Linked DNA regions of Oryzias latipes: region 2 is linked to region 1. Evidence: chromatin contacts called from public Hi-C data. All regions are on one chromosome and are shown on one strand. Each heading gives the region's core, a stretch centred on a gene start, on an enhancer-like site or on the middle of the called end of the contact. The rest is flanking DNA. Distances are from core to core; before and after follow the strand shown. Region 1 holds the start of ndnf (protein NDNF). Region 2 has its middle 17 kb from the start of LOC110015034.

Region 1 (3,231 bases), core at 660-3,159:
GTGTATTTCTACTTTCAAGTCGTTGTGAATCAGGAGCAGACGAAAAAAATGCTGTTTGAAAAAAGACCAAACAGCACATTCCAATTTATTGCATAATTTTCAAGTCACTAACCATTAAAGTGCATAATAAGTGTTAGTGAACAAACTTCCCTGAAGATAACAGTATATTTTATGGAAATAAAAACTTTCAAAGTCACAGTTCCACATTGTTACCCACAACAGAGTTCCACAAGATTTGATAGATTCTAAAAAACTGAGAGCGGTCATTTGTTGAATTTGGTGCAGTAGGAGTTCATATTTACTGAAATCAAAAACATCTGAATAGTGTCTGCACTCAAAGAAATGAAAAAGAGCTGTGGCATTATTTATGTAAAGTATTTATGTTGAAAATATTAAATGAATTCACTTTCAGTAAAAAATAAGAGGGTTACTTTACATTTAAATAACAATAACAATTTGGGTAATATTTAAAAATGGTTAGTAAAATTTAGCTAACAGTTTATTTAAAAAACAAGCTTTCCGTTCATCTGAAACATTACGCAATAAAATTCGGCAAGAATTCTACAATTACATTGTTTAGTATTGTTAACTTTAGGGGATTTTAGTACATGGAACAAAAAGGTGTTCCATAGTGTTCAACATGATTCATAAATTTAACATAACTAAAAAATCAACTGTTTTATTGACAGTTTCGTTCTGTTCAAAGGCACCATTTTCATCCAACTGTTCATTGGTTTCTTCCCAAATGAAAAACACAGCTGAGTCTTCCTCCACACAGGACTGGATGAGGTGGCATGCATTTGATGAACTGCTGTTTGGGTGTTTGTTGTGTTTGTGGCTCCTAAAAAAATCTCTCAGAGGAGAAAGAGAACAAACACAGTTCCTGTTTAATCAGCACATAAGGCAACTCCTGAAAATCAGCTCCAATGAAAACAGGCTGGATGTGGTGTAGAGTTCACAGCTGTGAAGGTGTGAAAGAGTGTGCCTGGAAAACTGGACTCACTGTGAAACAGCAAGAAATGCTCTGTTTATGCAGGGGTTCATTGTAGATCATCTACATGTTTCTGTCACTTTCAGTTTATTTCATATAGTTATTGTTGACAGAAGGATGTAAACCATCCCTTAAAATCAACATACTTATGAAAAGGAGGATGTAAACAAATAGTTCACATTTCAAAGGAACAAGAATCCACAACGTTTTCATTGAGATAACGCGAGGGGGCGCTGTTGTATTAAACCTTTGAAACATCCCTTATTTTGTGATGAATAATCAATGCATTTGTGGTGTTGCTTGAAAAAAATCAAAACTATGAAAACATTTTGTTTTCTTAATTTTATTGATTGTTTCTTTACTATTAAAATAATCTTCGCTGCTTGTTGTTACTGTGTGAAGACGCTGTTTTCGTTCCCTGTGCTCCTGCGTGGACCTGAATGCAGCCAGCTGCTGCTCACGCGTGAAAACCTGCGGATGCAACCACAGTCTTTTCTTTCAGGAAACAGCAGCATCCTCCAGACCTGCTCCCCAAACTCGGGAACATGCACTTTGTGGCACTTCAGTTCCTAGACAGTCAACCACTCTTATCTCGGATAAATAGCCCATTTGCATCGCTGTGTTTCAGTGCAGGAGCAGCCAGCAATTCATCCCAGGGAATTCCCACAGCTGATCAAAAAAGAAAGTTTGCTCCAGTTCAGAGTCTTTTGCGCGCACACCCAAACACCGGGGCCCCTGATATAACTTGCCTGCGCGCCTTAGCCCCAGGGCTTGCGTGACTCTGGCAGGGTACTGCAGCTCCAACTAATAATTTTCAAGGAGTATCAGGGTAAACATTGACGATATAAAAAGTTTGCGGGGGAATCCCGCTCTGTAAAGAGCACGAGTCTTCATTTGTCTCCCGCGCGCCGGCTCACATTCATCCAATGTTTCCATGCCCTATAGTCGTGTATGTTTTAATGCTCTCTTCTCCACTGTCCGTGGGGTCCCTTGGGGTCTGTCTGCTCTTCGAGCTGTGGGCTGGTTTTGTGACTTGAGGGTTTGGAGTACAAGAAGAAGAAGAAGTTCGCACCAGTTTGCCTCCAATCCAGTGGAGGTTTCATTGCCAGCGGAGCGGCAGGGGAGGGACGCACTCTTTGCACTCGGGATACCAGCTCATACACTCCACGCACTCTCTCACACACACTCTCCTGCCCACTAGAGACTTGTTAAATCCGCAAGAAAACTGCAAACATCAGAGCAGTCGCTTTTATCCGATTGATCGGCTCCAGCAACACGCGTGAACCGGAGGAACTGTACTGCGCACAGCGGATAGGACAGCCGGGAGTTTTCATGTCTGTGTAGACAAACTGATCGAGTTTTACGGTCATTTGAAGAAGACTTTTGAGATCAAGAGCCACCATCCGCCAGAGAACTTCCATATTCCGGGAGGTAAGAATGTCTATCTTCTGCCTGGCTGAGAGGATTGCATGTGTGCGCTGCACAGAGAAACGCGTCTAATTTGGGGGAGAATTCTTTTTTTTTAACTTGCAACTTCATAAAACATTTAATTGTATTAAATGGTTATTCAAAGAAAACTATTTTCCGATCAAATGACAGAGAACTTTCTTGCATTTTAAAAAGTTGGCTTTGAGAAACGGAGATACGTTTTGGCCGTTTACAACTTCGGGAAGTTAAAAACTTTTAAATATTTTGATCAAACCTAAACTTGCATGCCGTCTCCAGTTCTTGCTGAGCCGATGACACGATCAACTTTAGAAAAGCTCTGTTTCTCTGCCTCCCGACCGACGGACTATTCCCACGCACCCAGGAGCGCGACACGCACCCAGCGAAGAGCGATTCATCTCATCTGCCCTCGCGTTTTGCTGTTTTCCCGGGAGGTTTAAACTTTATCTGCAAAGTCAAAGTTTTGCCCAGTCTCGGCTCTTTTTATTGACAGCCACCTTGTCTATTTTTAATGCTTTTACGCACCTGCGTAAACCGGGTCTGACCGGCGTGAAGCGCGTCACGCGGATCTACTTTTAAATAAAAGCTCAAATATATTTTACGATTGTTTTTTTTTTAAATCTGATGCTTTTTTTCTTACCATTTCTTATATTCTGAGGGCCTCTCAATAATTAGAATTTAGCAGCTATAAGCGCACAGTCTCCCCTCTGTTTTCTCAGGAGAATGAATCATGAACAACAACAACAACAACAGGAAAAAAAAAGTCTTAAGAGAAAAAGGTCTGCGTTGCATAG
Region 2 (3,415 bases), core at 100-2,599, 130 kb after region 1:
CGCTATAATGCAGTTCTCCTTTCGCTGTTATATATATAAAAATCCTTGATTGTAAGCGAATCTTTGGTTTCATTCTATAGTACTAGACTTGTGTTTTCTAGGAAGGTTTGAACAAAAGAGAAGTACATAAATGTTTATGTCTATCTGAGAAAAGTGTATGAAGTGTGTAGTGAGGAGTTTTGCAGCCTTAAAACATCTGTAATCCTAGAGATTTCGCCCATCTCCTGGGTTAACACAGTACTTTCAAGGTATTCAATTGTTATAAACTAATTATTTGCTCTTTTGGTTGGATGCAAACTGTATTTAGTGCTTTGTACTCACATGTGCAGTGACAATAAGGTTAAATCTAACCTAATCTAATCTATTTATGCTTGCACTCTTTTTGCCATCAATCAAATTGTTGTGTTGAGCCAGTTGTTTTTAAAAATGAGAACCAATGTTTTCTTTTTGCGCGACATGCCAGAACAACCTCGGTTTGGGAATCAGGACTTCATTATAAACAGAACTGAACAAGTTGTCATACAGATTCCTTAAGTGAGAATAGGACAACCTTTAAACAAGAAATGTTTTGTTTTTGTTCTGCACTGTCAGGGTGTTGTTTGTGTGTGATGTGAAAGTGTAATGCTGAGCTCAGGTCTTGGTTTGGTGTTTCTGTGTTCCTGCATGTTCTGCTGACAGGATCTGCTGAAGCTAGATGAATATTGCCCCTGTGATGGCCCATTTCTGTGCAATTATCAGTCCTGGCTCTCCACAGAGAGATAGGGAATATATTTCTGTGTAATAAAGCAGAATTAGAAAGGTGATAATCGTCTGTTACCCGCACACTGAGGGATCAGTAGGGAAACCAGATAACACCAAGGTTTAGTGATTCTAATGTGTAAAAAAATGTCTGAGCTGCTGCTGCTCCTCATGAAGTGATACTGGACTTCCAGTTTTGGTTTACATGTTCATTTAAAGAGGCATCAGGATTCAAGGATTCAAAGAGTGTTTATTGCCATTTTCAGTGAACAGAGCAGTTTCACAGAATTGAAATTAGCTTCCAATTTTGTGAAACTGCTCTGGGAAAAGATGGTGGAAGTGACAAGTCAAACGTCAGCTGTTATGTCTCTGTCGACTACAAAAGGAGAAACACACAACATTCTACTAGGGTCAGAGAAGCAATACATATTAATAACCTTCTCTCAACAGAGGGGAAGGCCGCAGACACAGTTTGTCTCCGGTTTACCATGCTGCCCTTTCATTAGTTCTAAAGAAGACCAAAACTCCAGCACAACCACACCCTACAGTCTTGTGACGGGGCCAGTGGTGATTACTGTTACAGAGAAGAGGCTATTTACAGTGGATTCTCTTCTTTGTCTCCATTAATGAGACATTCATATGCATGAATGTGGGTACGCACCTGGAGGATATATGGGCCTTGAACCCACCATCACTCAGAGTGATGTAGCCACTTGGGCGAGTGATGAAGTATTTCAAGAGAAGATTTTAAGTCCAGCTGCCATGACTTAACTTCAAGACAACATCACCTGGATAAATGAGAACCGTCACCTGCTACTTTTCAGTTTTTTACATACATCCAGGGCTGAACGTAAGCTGGTACAGTCTAGTACTGCGTACCGGCATAAGGTCTGGCGGAGGTACGCCATACTGGCTGAAAGATCAGCTGTGTGGCGGCTCTTTGCTGCTACAACATTTATTCAAAAGCAGCGTGCCTTTCCCTAAACTTTCGCTAAAACTGTGAACTGCTGCACTTTATCTCATTATTTTAGTGTCTCAATGGTTTTTAGCATCTTATCATAGCTGCAAAATGTGATTTACGCCCCTCTATCCTCTCATGTTATCTGTAAATTCTCTCAATTGCCTAAACAAACACATTGCGCATGTGCAACTTGCAGGGTATGTTTGACTTGTCCTGCAGAAACACTCAATTCATTCAAGGAGGCACATTTATGTGCAAGCTGGAGGTTGTTTAGTTTGCAACGGGACAAATACAACGATAAATGATTCCTCCAGTTTAGTGAACACTGTTCTGAATTATAGTTCAAGATAAAACCTAATGCAATGGTAAAAATAAAACATACAGCTAAGAAAATAATTTATATTAGAAAAGGTCACTGAAAAAAGAACAATGCAGGGAAGATTGTTCAAGAGGAAGAAAGCTAAATAGAATGAAGATGTAAAAGTTAACATTAATGGAGAAGAAGAAGAAAACGAGAAAGAAGGAGGTGCTTTTCCTGCATTTATCAAGTTCTTTAGTGCAATAATCAATGCAAATGTTCTTTCCACAATGTCCAGTCTACATTTTTATTTACAGTCAACATTTATTCGCAACTGCATTTATCGGCAATTTAATAATGATTCATATCTTTGCTGATTTGATTCATTTTGAACGATCCGATTCACTGACCGAAAATGGATCCGGGACATCTTTAGCCAAAACTTCAACCAGTGTGACTCAGAGAGAAATGCCTGGTGTAGTGCAGGTGACGTTTTACACATAGCATTCAGGTGGATCCAGCCAATTAAAACATTGCAGGTATGTTGAAACGCAAGAAGATCTACGCCTCTATAGTGCATGATTATCTTTATTTCTTGAAAAAAGATAATCTTTTACCCTTCATTTTTGAATTGTCTATCTGGTCTCACCATAGTAACGTGACAAGTATTTGCTGGACAGTTAGTTTCCTCTGTGTCCACAGGGTTAATAGCGGGCTTGTTTTGATTAACTCATGTCAAACATTAGGCATTTGTCTCTGTACCAGAACTTCCTGAACTTCCAATCTCCCTTTGTACATCTCGCACCATTACTTGAGTTTGACCATGTTTTTTCACACTTTCACGACACTTTTCAGTAGCTCCTAATCGTCTTTTCATTTTTTTATTTAGCAGGGAAATTCCATAGCTTTTTGGGGTTTTGTTAGGACCTGTGGAATGTGTCTGCCTAATTATCAAGGAGGCAAATTTTTCTGGGTGTGTCCTCAGCTTATGTGTTTTAGCATATCTTCCAAAGCTATCAAGAGCTCAGCACCTGGCTACGGTAGCATGTTAGACCCAACAAGGCTAATGCTGTTTGGCATTGGGATTCAATACCAATACGTCTTAAACAATAAGCAAACCATACTAAGTTCATTTGAAGGTGGACTGTACCACCTGTTCAGATGGATCCCAGTCTATGCGTTCTTAAATTATTTTTATCAGACACGGTTTGTGTTTGTCAACATACCTTACATGTTTCGGCGGAAACACTTCCGTCTTCATCAGAGTCCTCATCAAGTGGTAGTGTGTGACGTCTTTAAAACAGATGGTTGTGACTGAGGCGGAGTCACCTGTCCGACATTGACACGTGACTCCGCCCCTTGATGTCCGTTTTTTGCTGGAGGATGTTGCTCCAGGTGTCAGAGGGCAGGAAGGCCCC

Evidence for each region. Hi-C and Micro-C count contacts between places; a contact is called where the count stands out from the background.
Region 2: a contact with region 1 is called in a Hi-C map of gastrula embryo, with 1.5 times the contacts expected there. The contact joins the enhancer-like site here to the promoter of ndnf in region 1.

The regions. Positions count from the first base shown.
Region 1 is chr4:28,411,815-28,415,045 of ASM223467v1, forward strand. ndnf (protein NDNF) reads left to right here and starts at 1,910. Exons shown (of 4, transcript XM_004068325.4): 1 at 1,910-2,422.
Region 2 is chr4:28,546,927-28,550,341 of ASM223467v1, forward strand. No RefSeq gene overlaps it. Among protein-coding and RNA genes, the nearest start is that of LOC110015034, 17 kb to the left of the region's middle. Within about 2 kb of position 1,350, at least 1 of the 8 cell types and tissues checked has an H3K27ac peak or open chromatin away from gene starts, as enhancers often do. A contact at or near this core is called in gastrula embryo, where this site is marked.